2 separate regions of the Pan troglodytes genome follow, and region 2 is linked to region 1. The links are chromatin contacts, called in public Hi-C maps. All regions are on one chromosome and are shown on one strand. The core of a region is the stretch at or near the end of the contact, and the rest is flanking DNA. Distances in the headings are between cores, read along the strand shown.

Evidence for each region. Hi-C and Micro-C count contacts between places; a contact is called where the count stands out from the background.
Region 2: a Hi-C map of stem cell-derived neural progenitor cells shows a contact between it and region 1, with 3 times the contacts expected there. The contact joins the promoter of LOC134809482 here to the enhancer-like site in region 1. A contact is called at or near these places in 2 of 7 Hi-C or Micro-C datasets (blood and stem cell-derived neural progenitor cells) and 1 of 1 datasets of contacts at active chromatin or transcription factors (stem cell-derived excitatory neurons).

What each region holds. Positions count from the first base shown.
Region 1 is chr2:75,296,348-75,301,813 of NHGRI_mPanTro3-v2.0_pri, reverse strand. All of the region lies in intron 3 of FOXP1 (forkhead box P1), which reads left to right. LOC104005616 (a long non-coding RNA gene) reads right to left here. Exons shown (of 6, transcript XR_008547286.1): 4 at 4,981-5,127; 5 at 1,969-2,183. Among named protein-coding and RNA genes, the nearest start is that of MIR1284, 240 kb to the left of the region's middle. Within about 2 kb of position 2,518, at least 13 of the 24 cell types and tissues checked have an H3K27ac peak or open chromatin away from gene starts, as enhancers often do. A contact at or near this core is called in stem cell-derived neural progenitor cells, where this site is marked.
Region 2 is chr2:75,573,249-75,578,688 of NHGRI_mPanTro3-v2.0_pri, reverse strand. LOC134809482 reads right to left here and starts at 4,022. Exons shown (of 4, transcript XM_063806304.1): 1 at 3,902-4,022; 2 at 3,066-3,607. The coding sequence starts at 4,022. It overlaps FOXP1 (forkhead box P1), which reads left to right and starts at 853. Exons shown (of 19, transcript XR_010155275.1): 1 at 853-933.

The sequences.
Region 1 (5,466 bases), core at 1,269-3,768:
TACTACCTATAATTGTATAATATATTCAGTTGCATCCAGGTTTGCATGATACAGATCATTAATATTGGATTCCACTAACATCACTTCCATTAGCTTACTCAACCAGTATAAGATGTAGATGAGCTGGGAAGCATAACTACCCTCAAAACTGCCAAAACAGTCATTAGAAGCTCCATGGGGATGGACAGAGGCTTTCTCACAGTGATATACTGATTAAATTTTGTTTTGTGGTTTATTTGCAGCAAGGTTAGATCACTATTGTCTATGGACCTGGGTTATCTAACACCTTATTTGGAAGGTCATTTCAAGGCAAAAGGGTGGACAAAATCAGCGTCTCTTCAGTTTCTGTGGGCACCCCGCTTAGAGAACCTGTGTTTTATTCTCTGGGTCTTTGGGTATCTTTTTATTTTGTTTGCCTTTTCTCCATGTTATGCCATAATAATGTTTGAAATGAGTTTTGGGTTTGTTGATTTGTTTGTGAAAATATTTTAAAACTTTTCAGTGATCTTCACCTTTTACAGTAGAATGATTTGGCCAGAAAACAGTTTTGTGTTAATAAATTAAAATTGCTTTTGAAATAGAAAGCTACCCTATTTCCCTTGGCTAGGATAATCACAGCATTCTCGAAGGCTGTGAAGGATCTGTGACCTATCCTTTTTAGTCCAAATACAGTAATAATATGGACACATCCTATAGCACAGCCCTGCTGGATTTGGCCCCAGAGTTCTGTATGGCATTAGTAAGTAGTAGACGAACATAATCTTATTTATGTTTCAATCAAAATCATTTAATACTGCAAAAGTTATTAAAAAATAATTAAGTTACTAAGAGCAACATGTAGCTGGAACATAGAATAAGAGGTCAGTGTGAGTTGATTCCATAAGCTGAGAAAAGTCAGTAGTGAATTCCTAACACTGGCATGTTTTTCCTCTTGCTTAAATTCCTGGGTTGTAAGGACAAATTATGTTGAGGTATGGCATATTTTCTGCCGAAATGGAGAAAATTGTTGACTGTAATTATGTTATTTAATTGAAATTATAAGTGGTTGAGGCCACTCAGTTAAAAGCATCTTTTCTAATATGGGGGTAATGTTTTTAAATGAGTGGTCATGGATTGGTGACATTTGAAAGGCAGGCATTTGGGATATATTTTTGGAAAACTCGAATTATTTTCCTTAAATGATTAGTGAACTAGAGAATATAGTTAAGTAGCATTTTTTTGGCTTATTCTCTTTAATTGGATATGCTTGAATGTATTATGTGTGAGTATATATGCACATATATATGTGTGTATATGTGTATATATTTTTATGTACACTTTATATGCATATATCAAACAGATCTTTGTAGGTACAGAGTCACAAGTATCAACTTACAATGTGACAAAGCAGAGAAACGAGATGTATATCTGACAATTGTGACTAAACAAACCGATTGTTTAAAACTCGTAGAATGTTAAAGATTGAAATGCAACCCATAGTAGAACTCCAGGGATGGGTATACTACAAGTTCTTTTTGGAGTAGCTGGAGATACAACAATAGCACTCCCCCCCCGCCCCACGAGTGAGTTCTTAATTACTAATGAATACAATTCATTTTAATTGTTATTATAGCAACATAACATTTAACTATCTCCTGTTTAGTGGTGTCCCCTGGAATAGGCAGTGTCTCCTGTCAGAGTGAGGACAGGTAGAAGGCACAGCGGGCGTCTGATTGAGCCAGTTATTCATTTGCTGAGTGTTTGTGTTTATGCAAAGGGGCCTCTTCCTGCATATTTAATCTAGAGTAAGGCAGTGGCTTTTGTTGTGTTTAGCCCACATACCTTCAGTCCTTCCTCACACTGCCGCCAGCCTGGGAGCCCTGAGAGCCAGCAGGCTTCCAAGCGCCTGTAGTTTCTCCCTTACAAACTCTCAACTTTCTTCCGTTGTGTGAAAATTGCCTCTCCCGCCCCAAAGCTTTGCCTCCTCACCATGAACGGGTAAGTGTGTGCGAAGCCAAGGCTGACACTTTTGTTTCATTTTACTAATGTTGAGAGGGTACTTTGCTGCCCTTCTGAGCGCCTCCTGAAAGCAGTCCTGGTTCCTGGGCCGTCGTCAGCTTCTGGCTGCATTGAAATAGACAAGTACAGGTGCCTCTTAGGAAATGTGGCTGAATTTTGGACTCGCAGAGAAAGGCTCGTGAGGACTAGGGGGAATTAAAAAGAAAAGAGAGAGAGAGAGCAGCTTTATTATTCTTTGTCCTAACAAATCCTGTTTTGTAACTATCCTGCAGATAATGCTGCCATTGTTTGCTAAAAGCCTTCAAACAGTGTCTAAGACTGAACTGTAAGAAAACAGAAACTCTGCCGCTGTATTGTCTATACCCGGGCCAGGGTCCTCCCCGAAGGTCTGTGCCGGAATAGGAAAGGTTTTCTTCTGTGGAAATCGAATCGTCTCTTCATTGATATTAATAGCACACTAGAGATGTTGGCCATGATGCTCAGAGAGGCGGTCGGGAGGGAAGGAAATCTGATCTTGCTGGGGGGAAAATGACAGCCTCTTGGCCCCACGGTGGAGGAGACATCATCCAGGCTCAGTGTGCATAATGGCATCCTGGCTTAACTGTTTGCTCTAGGAATTTTAATCTTGAGCTGTTTGTTTTACTATCTGGGGTCTTGCTATTTTTTGTTCCTGTACTGTCTTTAGAAAGCACCATATTCAGGGGCTAATCCAGTCTTTTTTTAAAGTGAATTTTTAAAAACAGACTCAGAGAAATTCATGTAGTGTACACTTAGATCATTCTGGGGTATGATGGGGGTATTCTGCTTTCTTTTTGAGGGTAGAGTGTTATTTCAAAAATAAGTTGCCACAATTAACAAGGGTGAACCATTCAAGGAAGATATGTCCTGTGTGAAGATATTTCAGGGTGTGGGAATTATGTCCAGGCTCTAAAAGAAGGAGTTTTCATGACCAGTTAACTGTTGCCTCTGTTTGAGTAACTCTTTTCAACAGAAGAGTGTGCTGTTCCCCCGCAGGTTGGAAACTGTGAGAATTTAAATAAAATTTCATCAACCTTATTAAAATATGTAGGGACTTGTGTCTTCTTGGGTACAAATCAGTCTAGAGACTTAGAAGCATTTATTAACAGTGAGGCTGCTGAAGGTTTTTAATAACAAAATTACAAATACTCTATCTAATTGTAAGTATATGACTTTTATACTTGGTTTTTAAGGGGAAAAATACTTTTTTTTGAGGCAAAGTAACTCCGTCAGAGCACCTTCTGTGATTAGTGCTATTGTATTCTTAAATTTTGATTGATAGAGATAATAGTTTTCACTTAAAAATACAGACAGGTACTTTAACTTTCCATGACAATAGCTATTTGCATTTCTTTTATCTTTTTGTTTAACATTTGTGGGGGTTGGGATGGATTTGATTATTAACTCTTATTGCACACTAAAGGTGAATCTAAAACAAAGGCTTTGTTAGAGCTTCAAAGGGAAAACAGCAAATATTGTTTTTAGGTTTCAACATTTAAAGGCTGTTAAAGGATACCTATAAAATATTTTCACATGACCACGGCCAGGGTTTTCCTTTTCTGTAAGGTAGGAGAGAGTCATTTTTCCAAATGAGATGGGCCGATGTGGAGTGAGTGGGGGGCTGCCAGCCTGAAGTAATTTCATGGGCAAGCATCGACTGGGGTTTACTGCACCACGTGGCTTAATGTATAATATTTTAGGTTTTTGCCCTACTAGAATGGACTCCAAAGTTAGGTACTATGATCTGATGAGGGCCCCAGAGGATGAGGAGAAAGGAAGTAAAATGTTACTTGCAGGGATAGGAGAGAGATTTGAAGAATGGTGGATTCAAAGTCGCACATTTCTTTGATAGAGACAAGTAAAAGAAGTGTAGTGTTTGTGAAGCTGCAAGCCTGGGTAGCGTCCAAGTTTGCCTCTGGTCTCAGAGACCCCGGCTGCACAGCAGCTTCTTCCTTCCTTTTCTTTCTTGTTTCCTTGCTTTATTCTTTTCCTTTCTTTTTCCCCTCTGTTTTTCTCTATTTTTTCCTTTCTCCCCTTTTTCCGTTTTTATTTTCTTCTTTTCTTTCCTCATTCCCCACCTTCCCCACTTTTTTTTCTTTTCTTTTTTGAAATCTTACTCAGTATTTGAAGCCTTAAGGGCATAGAACAAACTTTGAGATTGATTTTGGAGTAGATTTTCTTCACTATAGAAAATAAAGTGACCCTTGTCTTATATTTTTCAATAGTCAAATATATGTTGATGTCCTTATATTTTCTAAGAAGTCATTGAAAAACAAGATATTAAAGCCCACAGAAGATAAGATTCCCTATTTAAAGAGGCAGCAAACTCTTGGAAATTGGCCTATTTGGACCAGTTTTTGCAAATGAGTACAGGCCATTTGATTGGAGGATTTGGGGGTATGGGAAGTTTGAACCATGTTCCTTCCTCAGTTTCCTAGTAAGAAAGTGTCCTCTAGCCATAGACCTACTGAACTGCCCCCTATCACCACCCAGGGGCTTGCTTTGCTCATCTTTGCATCTTTATTAAGACTGGTACACAATAGGTTCTCAGCCAGTATTGGGTAGGCTGAAGATTGAGATGAACTATGTTGGGCATACTTCAGAGTTGCTTTTGCACAATTATATAAAATGAAATATAATGCAGAAATCTTAATGCAGATAATTTATTTTAGCTGTCAAGAAAGGGAAGGGGGAAATACTATAAATGGGGAAAAAAAGAGCTGATACTCTTCATTTTCAGTTTTGTGAAATGAGATTGCACCTCCACATTTACCTGCAACTCAGTTCCAAGTAGGACATACTAGTGGACACCGTGTATTATATGTCACACAGATTAAATTAAGGGCAAAATATATCCATAGAAAGTATGATATTGAAACACTACAATAATCTGAGGGTTCTTTAGAATAACAGTCCTAATTAGGGAGGAGGGGTGGTTGGGGAGGTAGAGAAAGAGGAACGTACATTTAGTGTCTCACCCTAGAGTTCGCAGTAGAAATTTGGTGTCCTGGACATGGTTTTTGTGGTCACTGTGTAGCTTCAGGTAAATGATACTGTTGCAATCAATAGTGAAGAGGCCGCGGAACAATTCTGGTGTTCACAGGATCTTAACTGTTACAGAGAATGACATAAAGGAAAATAAGTAATTTCTGTTTACCGTATCCTTGGCTCACTTTTAAAACCTAAAACCAGTAGGAAACTTAAAAAAGAAAGAGAAAAAGAAAAAAAAACGCAATTCGTATGGAGACAGCATTTTTTAAAAGAAGACAAGTGGGCTGGAGGGGAATGTATTTCTTTTATCTTTATCTTTTTTTTTTTTTTTTTTTTACATAAAAGCTTTGCATAATCATTTAATTTTAGTTTTGGTGCTTGTGCTGCCAGTAAGCATACAGGTAAATAGTTGATCTATTTGATAAGTAAAAGTGATTTAAAGAAAATAGCAAATATAGT
Region 2 (5,440 bases), core at 2,773-5,272, 280 kb before region 1:
CATTCCTGCAGTGGCTCTGACAAGGGGGCAGAAGCTCGTCCCACATTCACACTCTCCTGATTCCGAGAAACAGGGGAGAAAACCCCTCGCTGGCTGGCGGGGTTTCTGTTTCCTTGCGAACAGGGGTTTGTCCTTCTGCTGAACTTTCACCTCCCGAACTCGCCTTCTTTCATTGGACAAAGTGCAGAAAGAAAGAGGAGAGACCGAGGGAGGACGGGAGAGAGGGAGAAAGGGGGTTGAAAACACCACCTCCCACCCCGCTCTCCTTCAACTGTCACTGATGGCAAAACACTTTCACTTTTAACTGGAGGAAACTCACATTCTAGCCTGTCCTCTCCCCTCCCTTTCATATTTTTAGCTCAGAATCCAAGCAAATAGCCATCGCATTCCCATCTTCGTCCCTAGTTAACACTCTCCCTTCTCGTTTTTTCCGCTGTCTGAATGGGCCCCCCATTTCCCATCTCCTGAGGAATCTCCCCCTCCGCCCCCCTGCCCCTTATTTTCCAGGTCTTTCCTGCCAGATCCCTCTGTTGCCAGGGACTGCTCTGGCGTTCCCTTCCTCTCTCTGGCCCGCGGGGCTCTGCCTCCCTCTCCTCTTTCCAATCCTGCCCGGACGCCCCTCACTTCCCCCTCCCTGGATCCCTCCCCCCAACCTCCCCCCCATTCTTGGGCAATTGCGATTTTTTTTTTCTGGGAGCCCGGTTGTTTACCCAGCAGGTGGATGTGACGTCAGGGACGCACAACAGCAAAAAATAACAACATCTCCCTCCGCGACGTGTTGGCCTCTCTCGCGCGCCTTATTTATTTATTTGTTCCGGGATGTCGGGGGGGAGGGGGGAGGGAGGAGGGAGGAGGGGGGTGGGCGCCAGCGCCCCGGCGAACGGCAAAGAGGGAGCCGCTCCCGCTCGGAGGGCCGCTGGAGTGCCCAACGGGGTGCGTGAAGCGGAGAGGGGACCCCTGCGGGAGATAGAGAGTCGGGCCGGGGTGCGCCCCCGGGCCGGTGCTGCCCGCGCCTCTGCCGCCGCCGCCGCCGCCGCCACTGGCGCTGGCTGGGCTCCGGGAAGCTAGTCCGGAGCGGAGGAATCTATTGTTATTTATTGTGTGGCGGTTGCACGCTGTACTCGCGGCGGCCCGGCCCTCGCCCGGGAGTGCGTGTGTGCGCGCGTGTGTGCGCGAGTGAGTGTGTGCGCGGGGTGCGCGCGCGGGCGGGAGTGGGCGCGCGCGGGGAAAGGCCCGAAAACACCTTAGTTTGCACCGAGAGACCATTTGCAGCGGGTGAGTTTGTATTTTTCCATTTCTGCTCCACTTTTTCCCAAGCCGCCTCCTGTCTTGTTTCCGCCACTTTAAACAACAACAACAACCAGCACAAAAAAAAAAAAAAAGAAAGAAAAAGAGAAAAAAATGGAAAAAAAAAAAAACTACTTTCCACCTCCAGGCTCCACGTGCATCTCCCCCAGCCCTCCCCTCTCTTCCTCTCCCCCCCCGGGTCGAGGCCCAGCTCTGGGATGGGTGGGGGCTGCGGGCCGGCGCGCGGGTGGAGGGAGCTCCGGCGGCGCCCGCACCCTTTGGGTTTATTTGCATAAGTCAAATGGGGGCGGGGGCGGTGGCGACTGTGAGGAGGCGAGATCGCCTGCCCGTAGGCCCCTTCACGCCTCTCTCTGCGCTCTCCACGATCGCCTAGGGGAGAGAAATCAATAAGCCCAGGCCGCCTGGCGCAACTTTCGATGCCCGGCGTTGGCGTCCGGTGGCCGCCCGGGCGCGGGGCCGGTGCGGGGTCCCGGGTCCTGGCCGCGGCGGGAGGGGGCGCGCGCCGGGCGCCTCCTAGGCCCAAAGTTTAGACTTGGAGCAAACTTTTCCCCTTCCTTCTCCGCGGGTGTGTGCCCCCTCGGTGCCCTTGAGCTGCCCCGCGGGCCCCAGCAGACTGACTGTGGTGCCTGGCCCTGGGCCCCGCATTGGGGAACTTCCCCGCTGCCACGCGCGCGTTACCCCGAGAGTCAGCGGCGAGGAAGCTCTCCCGCCACCCCCTCGGAGCCCGGAAAATTCAAACACGCACCTGCGCACCCCCAGCCAGACACGCACCCCTACGCGCGCTCGGCCTCCGCTTTCCCGAGACGAGTCCGCAACAGCCGTGGCCAGATCCACGGGTGGGTGCGGGAGCCGGATGCGCTGCGAGGAGTCGCCGCGCCCGGATCTCTCTCCCACCATCACACACATTTTCTGATTTTACCCCCCTCTGAAGCTTGGGGGACGGGGAGATTTCCCAAGCTCCGATTTGTCCTGCGTCGCGCGCGTGTCGCCTCGTCCCTCCGGCCCTGTCCTGGCGGCCGATGGCTCTCCGTCCCTCGCTTGCGCGCAGCCTTCCTCCCGAGCTCCCTGCGCTCTATTCCTGTCCCGCCGAGACGACTCCCTGGAGCCAGCGAGCCGAGGCGGCGTGCGCTTCGAGTGGGGACCACGGCGGTGGCGGCGGCGCCGGGAGCCGAGGAGTTTGCCAGTTGCCGCGGGGTCGCGGTCATTTGCTGCCTCCGCCTCCCCTCGCCCCCGCCTCCCGCCTCCCTCTTTTTCAGACAACGTCGCTCTCGGAAACTTAGATTCCTTCTTCTTTTTGGCCCTCGACGAGCCCCCCTCCCCACCTGTTGTGAGCTCCGCCTTGGTCCCGGGAGACTGGCAGTGACACACACGGGCTCTGGGGAGCTCCGCGCCCGGAAACAAAGTCGCATGCCCCCCTCCCATGTGTTTGCTTCGAAATCGCTGCCTGCAGCCCCCCATTCCCGCGCAGCTCCCGCCCCCTGTGAGAATAAGGACTAAATAAACAGTTGTAACTCCAAACCTTGCGCCCGCGATCGTATCCCCATCCCACCCCCTTCTCCCTATTCCTCCCCCCTCCTTTATGTTGTTGCAACTTTGTGAGATCCTGGGGAAGGTGCTGAGACTTTGGCTCGGGCCGGTTTCCCGGTCTCTGGATCTTTGCAGGGATTCCCTGAGCCGCATCCTCTCTTCCCTCCACGCGCACTCGCGGGTCCTCGGAGCCCGCTGCCCTCTCTGTCCTGGCCCCTCGGCCTACTCACCCGTCCCGTCCCCTTCAGTTCCCCCCAGCCTGCACGGGGAAGACTTGCTGAGGGTCGCCCCGGTTTCTTGTCGACTGCAGAACCCGAAAGTTTGTAAGAGGAAGAGAGCGCGCGGCGAGCGAGCGAGCGGGCCGGGGGCAGCGGCAGCGGCGCCGGGGACCATGGTGCTGCCGGCGCCTCCTCCGCGGGCGTGAAGGCGGCGCTCCTACTCCCTCCCCGGACTCCGCGGGTAAGTCGAGGCGGCCGCGGGCGCGGGGTCCAGGGATACCGGAGAGCCCCAGGCGGCACTAGGGGTTCTCCGTCCCCAAAGAGCCAGCCGGGGTGGCGCGAGCCTAGCGATAAGGCACCGGGAGCGAGGAATGTGCCCATCCTCAGGCCGGTAGGTGCTTCGAAATACTGGACTTCCTCCCCTCCACCCTTTCCCCCTCTTTCTTTCCTAAATCTGAAAATCTGGAGATCAAAGTTTAGCGTGGAGTGTAAAGTGCTCCGATAAAATATGGTGACATCCTCGCCCCCCTTCTCACCCCACTCCCCTCTTATAACTATTAATTATTTCCAAGTCATTGTGTCCAAATACCCTTGCTGGGCTGATTACAAAGTGTATTGATTTAGTCTGGGCTCATCCTATGCTTTCGTCTTAATTCATTTTCTTTTTGCTCTACCAGAAGACCCAAAATGAAACTTATTTCTTCCTCTTCCCTACCTCCCCACCCCCCAAGCCCTCATCTGTGAGGCTTGGGCAGAATAATGAAATTAATATAAACATTTCATTTGGTTGCATTTGACCTTATGCAGTCCACTTCTGAGGGGCTGGAATTGCGCTCATGTCTGCTCACAGGTATTTTCCAAGTTAGCATTTTCTTTTTTGTCACTGCTCTTTAAACAGGAATGCCGGAGGAGCATTCTGGATTCCCTTTGAAAGGCATCTGTACATTCAAACCGTCTACACTTCACCATTGGTTGTACGTAGACTTAAGGGTTTAGGGCTTGGACAATAGCTGAGTTGAGAAGACCTCAAGGATATTTAAAGGAATTTTTCTGCTACTGAAAATATATTGAAGAATCGCTGCAAAATTTTTCCATTCCATCCCCTTTCCCCCACCCCCGTTTTCCACAGCAAGAATCAATTTGGAGGGAGATGTGTAAACTAGAATTTTTAAAGAAATAGTAAGACTTCAGGTGTTTTCTACCCAGGGATAGCCTACATAATTGAGAAAGAGGAGTTCCTGCTATTTTTCTGTTCCAGAGAGAAATGTATCAAATCTTTTTTAGAATTCCACTGGAGTTTTGATTCTCAAAGTGGAAATACCCATCCCTTTGGGTCCAGGAAAAGAAAATTCAGCTCACAGTTTCAGAAATTTGGACTGTTTTTTTTCCCCCCTCTGTCTTTCTATTTGAAACGTCTCACAATTAAAGAGCAAGAAAAATATAAAAAAGGAACTCAACTAGTTACCATTCAAAAGGTGTCAGCTAAAATCTCACTGCAAAGGGAAAAAAAAAGGTTTAACATCTTGCCACTGGCTGCATCCCCCACCCCCCTTAGACTTTGGATTAGTCATTGTATGAGAGAGAGGGAGAAAAAAAAAATCACTTTTTTTTTTTTTTTGGAAAAGTAAAGTAAACAGCCTCCAACTGCTGAACCTTGACAACCCAAATTAAGGAAGCAGGAGAGATCAAACAGAACTGCTGCTGGGTGGTTGTCAGGAGCTGCTACACGGAGAACCCTGGACTCTTCGATCAAGCAGCAAGGCTATATGTTCACTTATGCAGAAATGGACCATTGCAAATGCTAATCTTTGTTGTGCAAGCGAAGGCTCACTTGGAAGGAAATACTCAGCCCCTCTCTGGGCAGCATTTGAGTTCCTTATGGATGCCGAGTCGCGAAACAAGTTATTTTTTTTTAATGTATCCTTCTTTATGAGGAGAATGCTACCCAAAAATGTATTAAAGGAATATTAAGTCGTCCAGAGGCTGTCTTGCTACCAAGAACTGTGCAATGGAATTCTTTTTACCAGCATTAGACTCCTACACTAGAGTTAGATAACGTTTTCTCACATTGAGTTTAGAAGATCTGCCTTGTCAGGGAAGCCAAGGTTTTGTATGTGAGAGTTTAAATCTGATGTGAAGCTCAAAAAAAAAAAAAAAAAAAAAAGAAAAAGAAAAAAAAGAAAAAAAAAATCTCTGGTGATGAAGTTTTGTGTCAGCCCACTCTTGGAATTTAAAAAGGCGAGAGAGAGCAGTCTCCAGATTAGACAACCTCTTTTTTTAGATTGACATTCAACATGACCACGTTGCTACTTTTATTCAAGTTCTCTGTAACTTGTCCTTGCTTGTTGTCTAGGAAAATTTAACTACTTTACATTTTTAAAGGGAGT